3 separate regions of the Drosophila melanogaster genome follow, and regions 2 and 3 are each linked to region 1. The links are chromatin contacts, called in public Hi-C and HiChIP or PLAC-seq maps. All regions are on one chromosome and are shown on one strand. Each heading gives the region's core, a stretch centred on a gene start, on an enhancer-like site or on the middle of the called end of the contact. The rest is flanking DNA. Distances are from core to core; before and after follow the strand shown.

Region 1 (3,887 bases), core at 107-2,606:
TCCACTTGACACGTTCTACAATCAAATGCAAATTCAGTGTTCGAAACTTTGCTAGAAGAAGGCTGTAACATTTATTCTTGTATTTTTGAACACTCCCAAGGAAAAGTGCGGCAGGGAATTTTAGTACTGAAGAAGGACATATGAACTGGATGTTTGGGTGGCTACGTGTTATCTGCTATTTTTGTCTTTATCAATTGATTTGTTAAAAATGTCACACAGCAACTCCACCTTTTGGAGAGGGTTCTCTCCGAATTTTAAAACCGATTGACCATGGCCTTTACAGTACAATTACGATATACGATAGTTCGTGGTAAGATATTTAAATAAAGTACAGTGAGGTAGTTGGTAAATTTGTAAGAGCTTACAGATACTCATTTTCATTAAAGTGCCGTAAATTTCAATTTTTGGCATTTTGAAAAATAAGTGCATTCTTTACTGGTGTTAATATATGTGGCTACTTAATCCTCCATAGATGCCATTTTATTTTCCAGCATAATATCTATATTTAGCTATTTCCAATCATAACTATGATTCTTTCAATTTAATTCGCTAAAACTCGAGTGAAATTTTCGATTTCTTTCAGACTCATTTTTTAGATGTAAGCAATAAAATTATGTGTAAATTATAAGATTTCTTTAATAAGTATTACTTTTTATAGACTTGAAATGGTCAACAAGCAAGTTCTATGAAATTTTGAAATTAATGATGAAAATTCTGTGTGTTGTACAATATTATATTTTCTTATAAATAATAGGATATATTTTTCCTTTCAGAATATTGAGCCAACCTTATTTTAATTCTTTAAAATATTAGTAAAAATGATGCGAGATTTGCGCTTTTGGTAGATTTCAAAAAATTTGTATTAATTGAAAATGTTAAATAAACCACAAATGGGGTGAGTCTTTGCTAAATGCTCAACACAGAAAGTTGTTTTATGCTTATATTTGTTAAGGTATATTTACTAATCTCCGCACAGACTACGTTTTGGTAGGCTAGGAAATTTAAGACATTTCCGAATATTAGGAGTACGGACCGACGACGAGATACATTTAAAGTTCGTTTCAGCAGAATCTTAAATATTAAAAACTTAGCGGGCAAGTAAATACACCGCGTTCAGCTGATTATCGATAGCTAGGAAATTTAAGACATTTCCGAATATTAGGAGTACGGACCGACGACGAGATATATTTAAAGTTCGTTTCAGCAGAATCTTAAATATTAAAAACTTAGCGGGCAAGTAAATACACCGCGTTCAGCTGATTATCGATAGCAACCAGGTGGTCACTCTAATAGACGTTTTCATGCGAGCCCGCTGCGGTCACACCAACTTCTCGACCGATTTTTCCCCTCCATCTAGGGTCACTCTAATTTTGGACGAGGTTAGGTAAGACACGCGCGGATGCCGCGCTGCGTAGGATAAATCCGTCATTAGCATAACCGCATTGAAGCTAAGTCTTCGGGAAAATGCTTAAGCTTGTGCAATACATAGCCCCCCGGGTGGGCGGCGCCACGCCCCGACCGACTGCCTGCGGCTGGGGCAACTTGCTATTGATTTCCCCGAGAAGTGGCGCGAGCTCCGAGAAATGTATAACGCAACGTCGCCATTTTCTTTTCTCCTCCGCCAGCAGCAGCGGCACTTTCGCTTCTTCTTCTTCGCTCTGCACCGAACAACGACAACAGTTCCACGGGAGTCGCAGGAATCGTGAGACAATACTGTTCCCAAGCACATATAGTAGTCTCCAAGCTCAGTCGCAGCGTGCGTTTCGAGACAGCTCGAAACCAGATTCAGACGACTACGTAGATTCCATCCCGAAAGCAGAGCAGCGGACGAGGACGAGGAAATCGCTTTTCAACGATCCCGACGAAAGAACTGAGGAAATCAAAATTGAAGGAGTAATGTGAGTACGCCGCAAGATTTCATATGAAATGCGTTGGTTTTTTCCACTCACTGTCGCCATTTTATCACCCTTCGTGCCATTCCTCTTTTTTTTTTTTTTTTTCTGTACACCTACGAAGCGAGGTGATGAGTAATTAGTGTGAGCGAAAGAGAGAGTTTGGGGAGAGAGAGAAAAACACATGGTTTGCTAAATTTTGTCAGTCGGAGGTGAGGTTTTCAGCCATTTGTTGTTTTTTTCTTTGTGTTTGCCCCCGCACATCCGCAAAGGAGTAGCAAAAGCAACAAGAACGACAGCGCACGTCATAAAAAGAATTTGCCTGATTTGTGAAACGTGTTCTTGCTTCGTTTGCTATTTTATAGCGTTTTAATTTGTCTGTATGCCCCGAACATGAACACGCGCACTCACACAGCGGCACATACGGACTTGCTTGTATGCGTGAATGCCTGTTGACGGCGGCATTTTCTCGTGCTCGTAGAACAGTTCGAACAGTGTGTGCGAGCGTATAACAGTCGGCGGCTGTCACTGACTAGCGCCGTCCTGCTCACTCGCCAGCATGCCTTTCCATCACATTCTTTCCATGGCTCACACGAGGTTTTGTAGAGATATCGCGATGTTTTTGGTATTGGCAATTTTATAATTTGATGTAACCATCCCGACATAGATTTATACTTACTATGCTTAATTTGGGAAGTGAATGGGGTTAATGGTTTGCTTCGTTTGGTTATCTAATGCGTACATTGAAATATATAATTTCAGTATAATTCTGTATACTGAGGACAATTTTAGGGAAAAGTAGGGTTATTCTCTTAAAATTTTCTCTACACTATAAGTAAAGGTTCCATGCAAACACATTTAACTTACAGATTATCAAAAATGCATTTTATCGATCATTTTATCTATTTTGCTACGCTCTTTTTGTGTTTACTTATCATGAACCATGCTTGTTATGCAATAAAAATTATTTATTAGAAAGTTATACTATAGTATTGATAAAAACTCAAGTAACAACCAAATATTAAATGGTAATAGTAACCCAGTTCGTGAACTACGCCATCACATAAACGGCCCCATTAGTCTAAAATGTCAAATGACGCCAATTGATTATGAGCTCCCCCTTTGGCGAGCGCGCGATTCGTCTTTTCGCATGTCAAAAAGCGACAGGTAGACACACAGAAAGTCAAAGGTGCCCCCAGGGACTGTCCCCTCCTCCCCTCGGGTGTTTGCCCACCGTTGAAACTAGGGGCAAGACATTTGGCTGTCTCATAAATGTTCAGAGCGTTCCGCTTCGCTAGTTGGGCACAAACGTTAGCGTGCCAGTGGGTCCTACAAATAGACGTTTAGGGCGGTACGGTGTTCCAAATTGACAGAGTAATAGACAAAAAAAAACGTGGGCCTGGATCGTGGGTGATTTGCATGGTGCACCCCATAGTGATGCCCACTAGGATCACGAAAATGGAGCTTACATACGAAGTAAAGCGAATATAAAGTGGAAATTTATAGAAGTTAGTTCGTAACACAATAAACATAATTTATGTTGTAAATTTTGTTTTATACAACTTTACCATCCAACTTAATCTTGCACTATATTTATTACCACATTGTATATACACTCCGCAGAGTTAATATTATTTTTCCCTAATTATTGCAAAGTGCTAACATATATAGGTCGGTACCTTCGCCAGTTCTGACTGGAACTAGAACTGCGCCAGGTTGATTAATGCCAGAGCAATAAACGCAGGGCTTTGTACATGGGGCTGTTTAGTTTAGTTGAGCATTTAGGGGCTGATAAACTGGGGTGAAAAATTGGTGGGAGGGTGGGCTGTGAATAGAAACCCTGCTCGAATTGCATGTTGTTGTCAATCAAATTTGCCTTACTGTTTGCATTATTCGAAATTTATTTAATTTCCCTAACACGCAATTAGTTTTTATTTAAGTTTATTGCGGTTGTAGCACAGCACAACTCCCATGTCAGCTGTTTAGCAGCGTCGA
Region 2 (4,318 bases), core at 871-3,370, 290 kb after region 1:
CTCCTCTGTACAGTAACTGCTCCTGTAGACGGACTTCAATAGCAATTAAATCCCCATAACGACTGTTCAGTCTGTGACAAGCCCTTCAGTTGGCTAATTGATTTGCCAGTGTAATGCTAATGCCATAGTTACAATATTTGCCGCTTCATGGAATCAGGATCCGATCCTCTGAACTCGTCCTGCGATAACTCCAATCAACTGAGCTGGCCAGCAACAACACTTAACAAAGGCGACTAACAAAAGTTTTCTATTTCGAAACATTTGTAACTGAATATGAAATTGTCATATGTAAATTCCAGATCCAAATGCAAAAGCATAAACGCGAAGTAAGACTGTGAATGAACCTAAATGTATGGGCTTTTGTTCGCATTTTCATGCAGATTTCCGTACTCCGTTGCCATTTTACAATGTGGCATGGAACCTTTTCTGTAATCAATAGCTCCCAACCCGCTTTATTTGCCTCTCTGCTCTGGCTGCGTTATCCATGTCACTCAATTATGGCAACAATTGGTAAATCCCAATCCCACTTCAATCCCAATTCGCCAACCAAGTGACAAACCATATCCAGGCCTGATCCTGCAGCCTGTACTCTGCTCTGCTCTCTCACCTTGCCCATTGCCGAGTAAAATGCAAATCCAAAATCAATCGTACTCCGCCCCTCGTCCTCCGGCAATCGATTCGTCGATATTCGGGGATTCCCTTCCTGATTTGCATAAGTTTCCAGATAGCGCGCGTGCGCAGTCGATCGGCGCACCCGAATCCGTAATGCGGAGCAAACCCTCCTCCCCGATGTAGTGCAGGTCCATTTGCATAACACTGGCTGGAGGAGCTGGTGATCCGGATGTCGAACTTCCTACCCGATCGCCCGCTCCGCCTCGGGACGATGTGCCAAAATTATGCAAATGTTTTACACCAATAATTTATGCAAATTACGATCCGCAAAGGATTTGGTGATCCTGCGCAGCGGATGTTACACGTAGATGTCGCCAGCTTCAAATCGAAAATGTTTTTTAGGGGTTTGCTCAAGTTCAGAATTTCTGCAAACGTTTTTTTATATGGTAATTTTTTTTTGCAATGGGTCTTAGGAAATATTTGGCATTTTTAATTGTGTTTTTTTGCACGATTGTAATGCAGATTTTTTGCTCGATTGTAATTTTAATTTGCAAATTTGGGTTTTTATTTTTTGCATTTGAATGGATTTCGATTCGATTATTTCAAAAAGGACAGGCAGCTGCTCCAGCTTGATATCCTTTTTGCAACGCGCCAATTTCTTAAAAATCATTTCGATTCCCAGTTTTGCCGAAATTTTTGTGCACACAATTTGCATAGAGATGTGAAGGAAAAGGGAACAAAGATGCGATTCTATACTTTAAACGTTCTAAGATTTGATTATATTTATGGTAATAGGCGAATAAGATTGCCGATGCCAATATTTAGTGTGAGAAAGTATTTTTGAAAATCTTTTTTGAAATCGCTTATGAAAAAAATACTGTAGACGTCGAAATATTTAAAATATTCATCTTAGAATATGTATTTTTTGATAGAATAGAAAATATATAGAGATAATAACAAAAAATTTAAAATAATTAACTATACAGTTTCTTGTGCCCAGATAACTTATTTACCCACTTTCTGCACGTAACTTTGCCGTAATTTGCCGTAATATCTTTGCAAATTGCCTGCGATTTTGGATAAAATTCCTCTGCTGATCTGTGCTCTTCTTTCATTTGCTGTCCCTTTCTAACGCACGTTGGCCATGCGGGATTCCTTCACAAATACACGCTCCTCTTTCGCATTTTTTTTTACCGAAAAACCTCTCTTTTCTAGATAAATTTACATTACCGCTGGCGTTTTATTGGTCGAGAAAAGCGAGCAAAAAAACGGAAACCAGCCGAAAACAAGCTGGGTTTTCCCAGAGCATTTTCCTGCGAAGGGTCGGTTAAAAAACTAGGGGATGAAGGTCGAACCACCACCACCAACGGACTTCTCATTTTATTCGTTTTTTAAGAGAGCGAGAGCGGCGAGATCGGTTTTTTAAGAGAACCGGTGGCGAGAGGGTTGCACTTGGGCATGGATTTGCGCAATTTTTGCTATATTAGCCGGAGGCCGCGGAAGAGTTGAAGCAGTTTGAGCCTCGCAGCCGAACTTTGAGGATCGCTGAGACGAGACGCCGTGCAAGAAAGTCGATCCAAAATCCGAAATTCGAAATCCGTGCTGTGATCTGTGCTGAATATAGTGAAGAAATCTTAAAGAATTTTCAAAAAGAAATCCCAGTGCTGTGCTGAATATATCCGCGAAAGTGTGCCACAAAAATGTCCAACCAAATGGAGTTTATTATGCAACTCTACATGATGAACTTGATGAAGCAGCAGCAGCAAATGCAGCTCCAGCTTCCGCAGCAGCAACAGCAGCAGCAGCTGGCTGGATACACTTACACACAGAACGAGGATATCTCTAGCAGCACATCCGTGCAGCAGCAACAGCAGCAGCAGCAGGAGCAACTGCAGCAGCCACAGCCAGATCTCCGCAAGACAAGAACGCACAAGCGCATTAGCTCGCAAAACACCAACTGTAGTAGTAGCCGTAGTTGTAGTCCCAATAGTAATTTGATTGCTTTTCAACCACAACAATACCCAGGCGCTACAGCGGCAACTCCTTCCACTCCCAACAGCCACCCCAGCAACCTGGTCAACCAGATGCTGCTCCAAAGCCTGCCGCCGCTGACGCAGCTCATGTTGCAGCAGCAGCAGCAGCAACATTTGCTGACCACCTCCAACCTTCTACTAACACCCACCCACACCCCCAGTTCGCTGGGCAAGCAGGATCCACTGCAGCATCCGTTGTTGCTGGGCCAGTTTGCCGGCTCCGAACAGATGGCCACAAATAACTTCCTTCAATCATCCACAGTGACCTCCACGCCCATCGAGAGAGAGAAGGCAGCCACACCAGCACCCTCCGCCGGAGCAACTGCCGGCAACCTTTCGGCGGCCCAGGTCAAGTTTGAGCAGGAGTCCGCCGACGACGATGAGGACGATGATAAGCCGCTGTCCAGCCTCACCAGCTGCAGCTCCTCGGGCCACACCAACGCCAGCTCCGAGAAGCTGCTGTTGTCGGGCGTCCATCCGCTGGAGTCAACCACCGACAGCCTAGACTCACCCAGCATGGTAAGTGATCCGGGGATCTAGAAGGATCTTAACAGTTTCTTTTATCTCGTTTTATCACCATCAATTTTAAAGATACTGTCACTTGCAGTGGCAACTACGTAGTCAAAAAGCTATATATTGCGCATTTTTGTATTAGTACATTTGATTTAAATTCTAAATTCATCCCAACAGCTTGGTTCGCCATACTTCACAAACCTTTTCCAGTTGCAAAATAGACCATTTTCCAATTTCCAATTCAGAAAGCACTATATTTGTTCCCTATTTTGCTTTGTTTTTTTTTTTTTTTGGCTATGTCCCACGCTCTGTTGCTGTAATTTGAGAAAAAACGATTCGTGATTTTTGAGATTTAAGTGTGAGAGTAGCCAGAAAGCTCGCGATTCCGGGGAAAAGAAACAGCTGTGTCGGCAACGCGTGGGTTCTCTTGGTGGCTCGATCGCTGCCCAGCTGGGCACCAGGCAGTCTGAGCTGGGGATCTCACAGATGCATCCGTGTGTTGGTATTGACTCTAAAGTTCTTCCACCCTCTTTTTCCCACTGCAGTATACGCCCGTCAAGCAGCCGGCGGACTCATCGTACGGACTCATCACACCCGTCGACAGTGATCTGACCCCCAACACACCCCTCCAACCGACCCAAACAATATCCCTGCTGACGCCGCCGTCGAGTGAGCAGAGCAAGAGCCTGGTGAGCCTCTCGGCGGCCAGCGGCCTGGATGCTCTGCTCCAGAACGAGGAGGTACTGAAGAACCTGCGGAAAGTGTCCTCCTACCTGGAGTGCGAGAACAGCCTGTGCAGGCAGGAGAACCTGCGGGAGCACTTCCATTGCCACGAGGAGCCCTGCCAGGGCAAGATCCTGAGCAAGAAGGACGACATCATCCGGCACCTGAAGTGGCACAAGAAGCGCAAGGAAAGCCTCAAGCTGGGCTTTGCCCGCTTCTCCTCCTCGGACGACTGTGCACCAGCCTACGGAGAGGGTTGCGCCTACAACTGGAAACAGACCCACTACCACTGCGTCTACGAGCACTGTCCCAAGGTGTATGTGAGCACCAGTGACGTCCAGATGCATGCCAATTTCCACCGCAAGGACTCCGAGATCGTGAACGAGGGCTTCCGGCGCTTCCGGGCGCACGAGACCTGCCGCATCGAGGATTGCCCC
Region 3 (4,368 bases), core at 589-3,088, 340 kb before region 1:
ATATGCATGCAAACATACACACATAGGTGAAAATTCGTTTTTAAATCAAGCAAGAACAAACTTTTCGGGAGCGTGTGGGCGCCCAGAACTGGGTTAACGATGTACCGCATTGTGTTTGATTTCATTGACGGTCGAACTTTAGGTAAAATCGATAAAAAATGTTTTTCTTTCTGCAGGGGCCCATGCAAAATTATTCCCTAATGAGAAAAACACACATTGTAGGCACAGGAAACTCGACAACACTTGCGGCATTTAAATTAGCGACAGGGGTTGTCAAACGCAGGGGAGCGGAAGGGAGGAGGGTAGGACATTCAAAGTGACGCAGGCCTAGGTGCATGTTGCAACAACAGCGACGCAAACGTGGCGCTCGCTCCAAGAGCTGAAAGAAGCCACAAACATATGCATACTTCTTCGCCACGTTTACGCGGAGCCAAAGTTTGTGATCAAGCTTCTTGATTACTTTGACGACTGCTTTATGTTAACTTTCTATTAAAACTAAACTTAAGAATTTATTCATGGAATTCATTTTACGCAATTTTTCCGAGGATTGCTGTATAAATATGAAGCCAAAACATGACGAAGATCACCTTCTGCTGTCCGAAGACTTTAAGTAAGTTATCTTAGTATCAATATACAAAATGTAAGCATTAAAAATGATACGATGATTATGGTCGGTGCATATTTAGCGAGTTGCCACGCATAACTGCTGGCGACGGAGACTCTCAGCCGCTCCGACGTTGTCTATTTTGGTTGCGGACGCCAGCCGAAAGCAGCAGGCGGAAATGTTATGCCTTTTATATTCCTCTTTTCAGTTCCCTACCGCGACCGCTTCCGCGCGTCCCTGTCCCTTCCGCTTTTACCTGTGACCGTGCTAAGCAAATATGTTTTTCGTTGAACGAAGGAAGGGGGTGGTGCACTGGCGCACTGGACATGTGCCGTTAGAGCGGTAACTGTTAAATGCCAAATCGACTGCGAAATGTTGTTAGTTATTAGAGCTTTATGTAAATGTCTTGTATCGTGTCACGTGTGTTAATAGCGGGGGAAGGGGCATTGGGGCATTCCAGCTTGTTGACATTTGGTTGCTTTATTTTTGGGCTGGAAATTCGGGAGCAGCAATGTGCTAATCCAAAATAATGTGGCGTGGAAACCACTTGAAACGTTTTCCTTTAATCCACATACACGCACACACACACACGTGAGTTGGAAAAATCAATGTGTGCAACCTCTCCTTAGGCGGTGTGTGTGTGCTTGTCTGTGCATTGGAAGCCAGACCAATTGGACTAACGGTGCACTCTCTTTTTATGAATGAAACTCCCTCGCCCCGCTCTCCACAAGACCATTCTACCCGCTCCACTCGGCCACCACTCTCCACTTGAACTCACTGCAAGTACAATATGCCTTGGCTGCCTTTCTTTTGCACGGTGCACCCTGTACGCCGCTTGCAGTCGAAGAAGAAACGCTTGCGATTCACGGATTCGCGTGGACACCACTTCTCCACTGGCTTCTTGGAGTTTTCCGAGCCCACAACACTTGGCCGCACTCGCACACACTCCAAACCGCACACACACTGTATTGTTTTCCAGTTTTCTCTGGTGTGTGTCATAAATGGCCGACGGACGAGAGGCACCAGCAGCAGTTAAAGCGCAGCAATCTTATGGCGCTCCGCAAACTTTCTCGCTTTCTAGCTTCTTTAGCAACGCGCGCGCATTTTCGGTCCTTGCATCACCCACTAATTGGTTTACATTATTCAGGGGTTTGTTAACTACGAAAAATAATTACAGAAAGACGACAAGACGGCCGCAGCAGACAATGTAGCGATGGCAAAAATATATCAATATATCGATAGCGAACAGAAACGAATATATTCGCTCCGTGACTTTTCACAACATATCGATGAGTTTTTTGTATTGTGATTGGCGACCTTTGAAAAAGTGTTTTTCAAAAAATACCACATCAAATTTTGAGTTCATAATAATCTCTTTGTTCCAAATATTTTTATTTCCAACAAATTGCATAGTGCCAATAAAGTTTGGGGCGTGTCTAAATGCCTCCATGAACGATTGTTGACAGAAATGAATGCATTTTTAGATATGGGTTGAAACTTCAGATAGCGAAGTTACTTTAGATGTTTGAACTGGCGAACAGAAAAACAGCCATTATCTAGTACCCTCTTTAAGACTAGGTTTTTCTTTAATTTTGAAAGATGAAGATAGATATGAGCCTAAAGTGTTTTTAAGATGTCCCTGACCACGCTGCGAAACATACAAGAAAGCGCGCAGTCGAAGCGCCTCAGGCACAGCTGCCTCAGACCAAGGAGCAGTTGTCCGAACCGCAGGTAGTTGGATTGCTGCAGGGTGTAGCGGGCTAAGGAGATCAGGGCGGCTTTAGAGTGGCTTCCCAGGATAACGGCATACTCCGCATTGATGGCCAATTCTGTAAAAACATGCAATCGATATAAGCAATTAAAAGTATTAAAATGGGATATACTAATGGTGGTTTGACTTCCTATTAAACTCTTAATTAAATTAAAACGATGTAAAAGGTCTTAAATCTGTCTCTAATCTTGAATCTAATCAAATTTTATGGTTGGTTCAAACAAACCAACTGCACATGCTGGAAAATTTTCTTTTGAATTTATTAAGCCCAAAACGGAAACGTTTTTTCTGGGGTTAAGAAAACTGCTTGGGTGTACTCTTTCATGCAGAATCAAATAGCAAAATCTATACATAGCGTACATAGGATTTAAATTTTCGTCTAAGAAATCACGTCAATATGTGTAAAAACATTGAAAATTGGTTAGATGGCTTCAAACCGCTTTTATTTTTAAATCCTAACAAGCCTTTTTACCGCACAGGCGGAGCTTTACCTTTTCTGCACAGGATTAGGGACTCCATAAAGTTGAGTTCCAGGACGTCGGCCCTTAGCTGGTGGGCCTCGCAAATGAGCCGTTTGAGCTGCTCATCGCCGCAGCCGTCGATCATGGCGCTGATGTCCAGAGACCAGTGGGACGCTCGCAGGACGAAGATCTCGCTCCACACCACCTGAAAGATGGCGTCTTGTTGGCAGCGATCCAACAGAGCGAACTGCTCGTTGGCCTTCGCCTGGCGCAGGCACGTGACAAGGATCTGGGCGAGGATCTGGAAGTGCAGCGCCTGGGAGTGGGGCGTCGGGGATGGCGCCGCCTGAGATGGCGGAGCTTGTCTCCGGCCAGTGCGGTAGAGAGCCACCTGCTGGTTGCGCGGACCGCGCTCCTCCTGAACCGCAGCAGCGTTCATTCCCACGGCCAGGCATCGCTGGAAGCGGCAGGAGGGACACCAGTTCCGCCGCGCCTTGTCCACCACACAGTTCCCGACCAGAGCGATGCAGGCGTAGCTGCTCCCGCGCCGCACGCTCCGCTTGAAAAAGCAGGAGCACCCATCGCAGCAGGACACGCCGTAGTGCTTCCCGGAGCTCTGATCGCCGCACACTGCGCAGGCACTGAAGTTCGACATGGTCACCGGTTGGCACTGCTTGCCAATGAGCCAAAGAGTCGCCGCGGACTGAATCAGCTCATCCCGGATATTGGCGGTTTTATATGCCACCTGGATGTGCTACACCCGCAAATGATATGCAAACCAGTTACACAGAGCAAAAATATGTTTCCTAACTAGAGATGGAAATTGTATTTCAATGGGATCCAAAGAACAAATTCCTAAAAGCGAAATATCACTAAAATATATTTTATTCAAACTTAGGACTTTCAAAACTAGAATGCAAGCACCAGAAACCTTTTAAAATAATTAAGATATTTGTGTAAGAAATATATATAGTTTGATAAAAATTAAACAGTATCGGTATACGATAAGTTTTTGTTATATATCAATCTCGTATTTAAATATTTAGTCGTAGTCAAGTTAAGATATAAATCCAAAAAAATTTGATATAGATTTCTCCCAGTGTAGTAGGGCCTTGTGCCAAAGCGTGATTTGAGGATTTTTATTTGCCCGAGACGCCCCTGGCAGGGGGCGTGGCGCGTCAAAAGTGACAATCATCTACTACTATTGCGGACCGTGTTAACAATTTGTAAACAATTATTGTTTTGCTCTGTGATTGGACGTGCGCTCGCCACTCGAGGTGTCCGCGTTGAGGTCCTTTTGTCCTGACATTTCGGGCAAACAGCGAAGACGTTCTTTGGGGGTTGGGCTTAGAGAAGTTCTTATTCCGGAAATTCTCGAACTGTTTAATTAGACGTTTGTTTTAAGTCGCAACTTTTACCTAATTCTAGGTTAATAGGCGAATCACATCTTAAACAGAGGGATATATTAAATAATGAGTTCAGTCATAGAACGGCTTAGATCTCTTCGTCGGTGATATACACTGATAAACAAT

The links. Hi-C and Micro-C count contacts between places; a contact is called where the count stands out from the background. HiChIP or PLAC-seq counts read pairs in DNA pulled down with a chosen protein or histone mark.
Region 2: an H3K27ac HiChIP or PLAC-seq map of the Kc167 cell line shows a contact between it and region 1, with 4 times the contacts expected there. The contact joins the promoter of cas here to the promoter of Rm62 in region 1. A contact is called at or near these places in 4 of 107 Hi-C or Micro-C datasets (the D17-c3 cell line, the S2 cell line, embryo and 1 more) and 1 of 6 datasets of contacts at active chromatin or transcription factors (the Kc167 cell line).
Region 3: a contact with region 1 is called in a Hi-C map of the Kc167 cell line, with 4 times the contacts expected there. The contact joins the promoter of Pak here to the promoter of Rm62 in region 1. A contact is called at or near these places in 7 of 107 Hi-C or Micro-C datasets (the D17-c3 cell line, the Kc167 cell line, the ML-DmBG3-c2 cell line and 4 more).

The regions. Positions count from the first base shown.
Region 1 is chr3R:6,006,048-6,009,934 of dm6, reverse strand. It overlaps Rm62 (Rm62,), which reads left to right and starts at 1,356. Exons shown (of 7, transcript NM_001260010.1): 1 at 1,356-1,384; 2 at 1,629-1,898. The coding sequence starts at 1,897.
Region 2 is chr3R:5,714,607-5,718,924 of dm6, reverse strand. cas (castor) reads left to right here and starts at 2,120. Exons shown (of 4, transcript NM_079938.4): 1 at 2,120-3,164; 2 at 3,704-4,318. The coding sequence starts at 2,313.
Region 3 is chr3R:6,348,366-6,352,733 of dm6, reverse strand. Pak (p21-activated kinase) reads right to left here and starts at 1,838. Exons shown (of 8, transcript NM_001275384.1): 1 at 1,383-1,838. It overlaps Hr83 (Hormone receptor 83), which reads right to left and starts at 3,491. Exons shown (of 2, transcript NM_141390.1): 1 at 2,867-3,491; 2 at 2,222-2,433. The coding sequence starts at 3,491. The coding sequence ends at 2,222.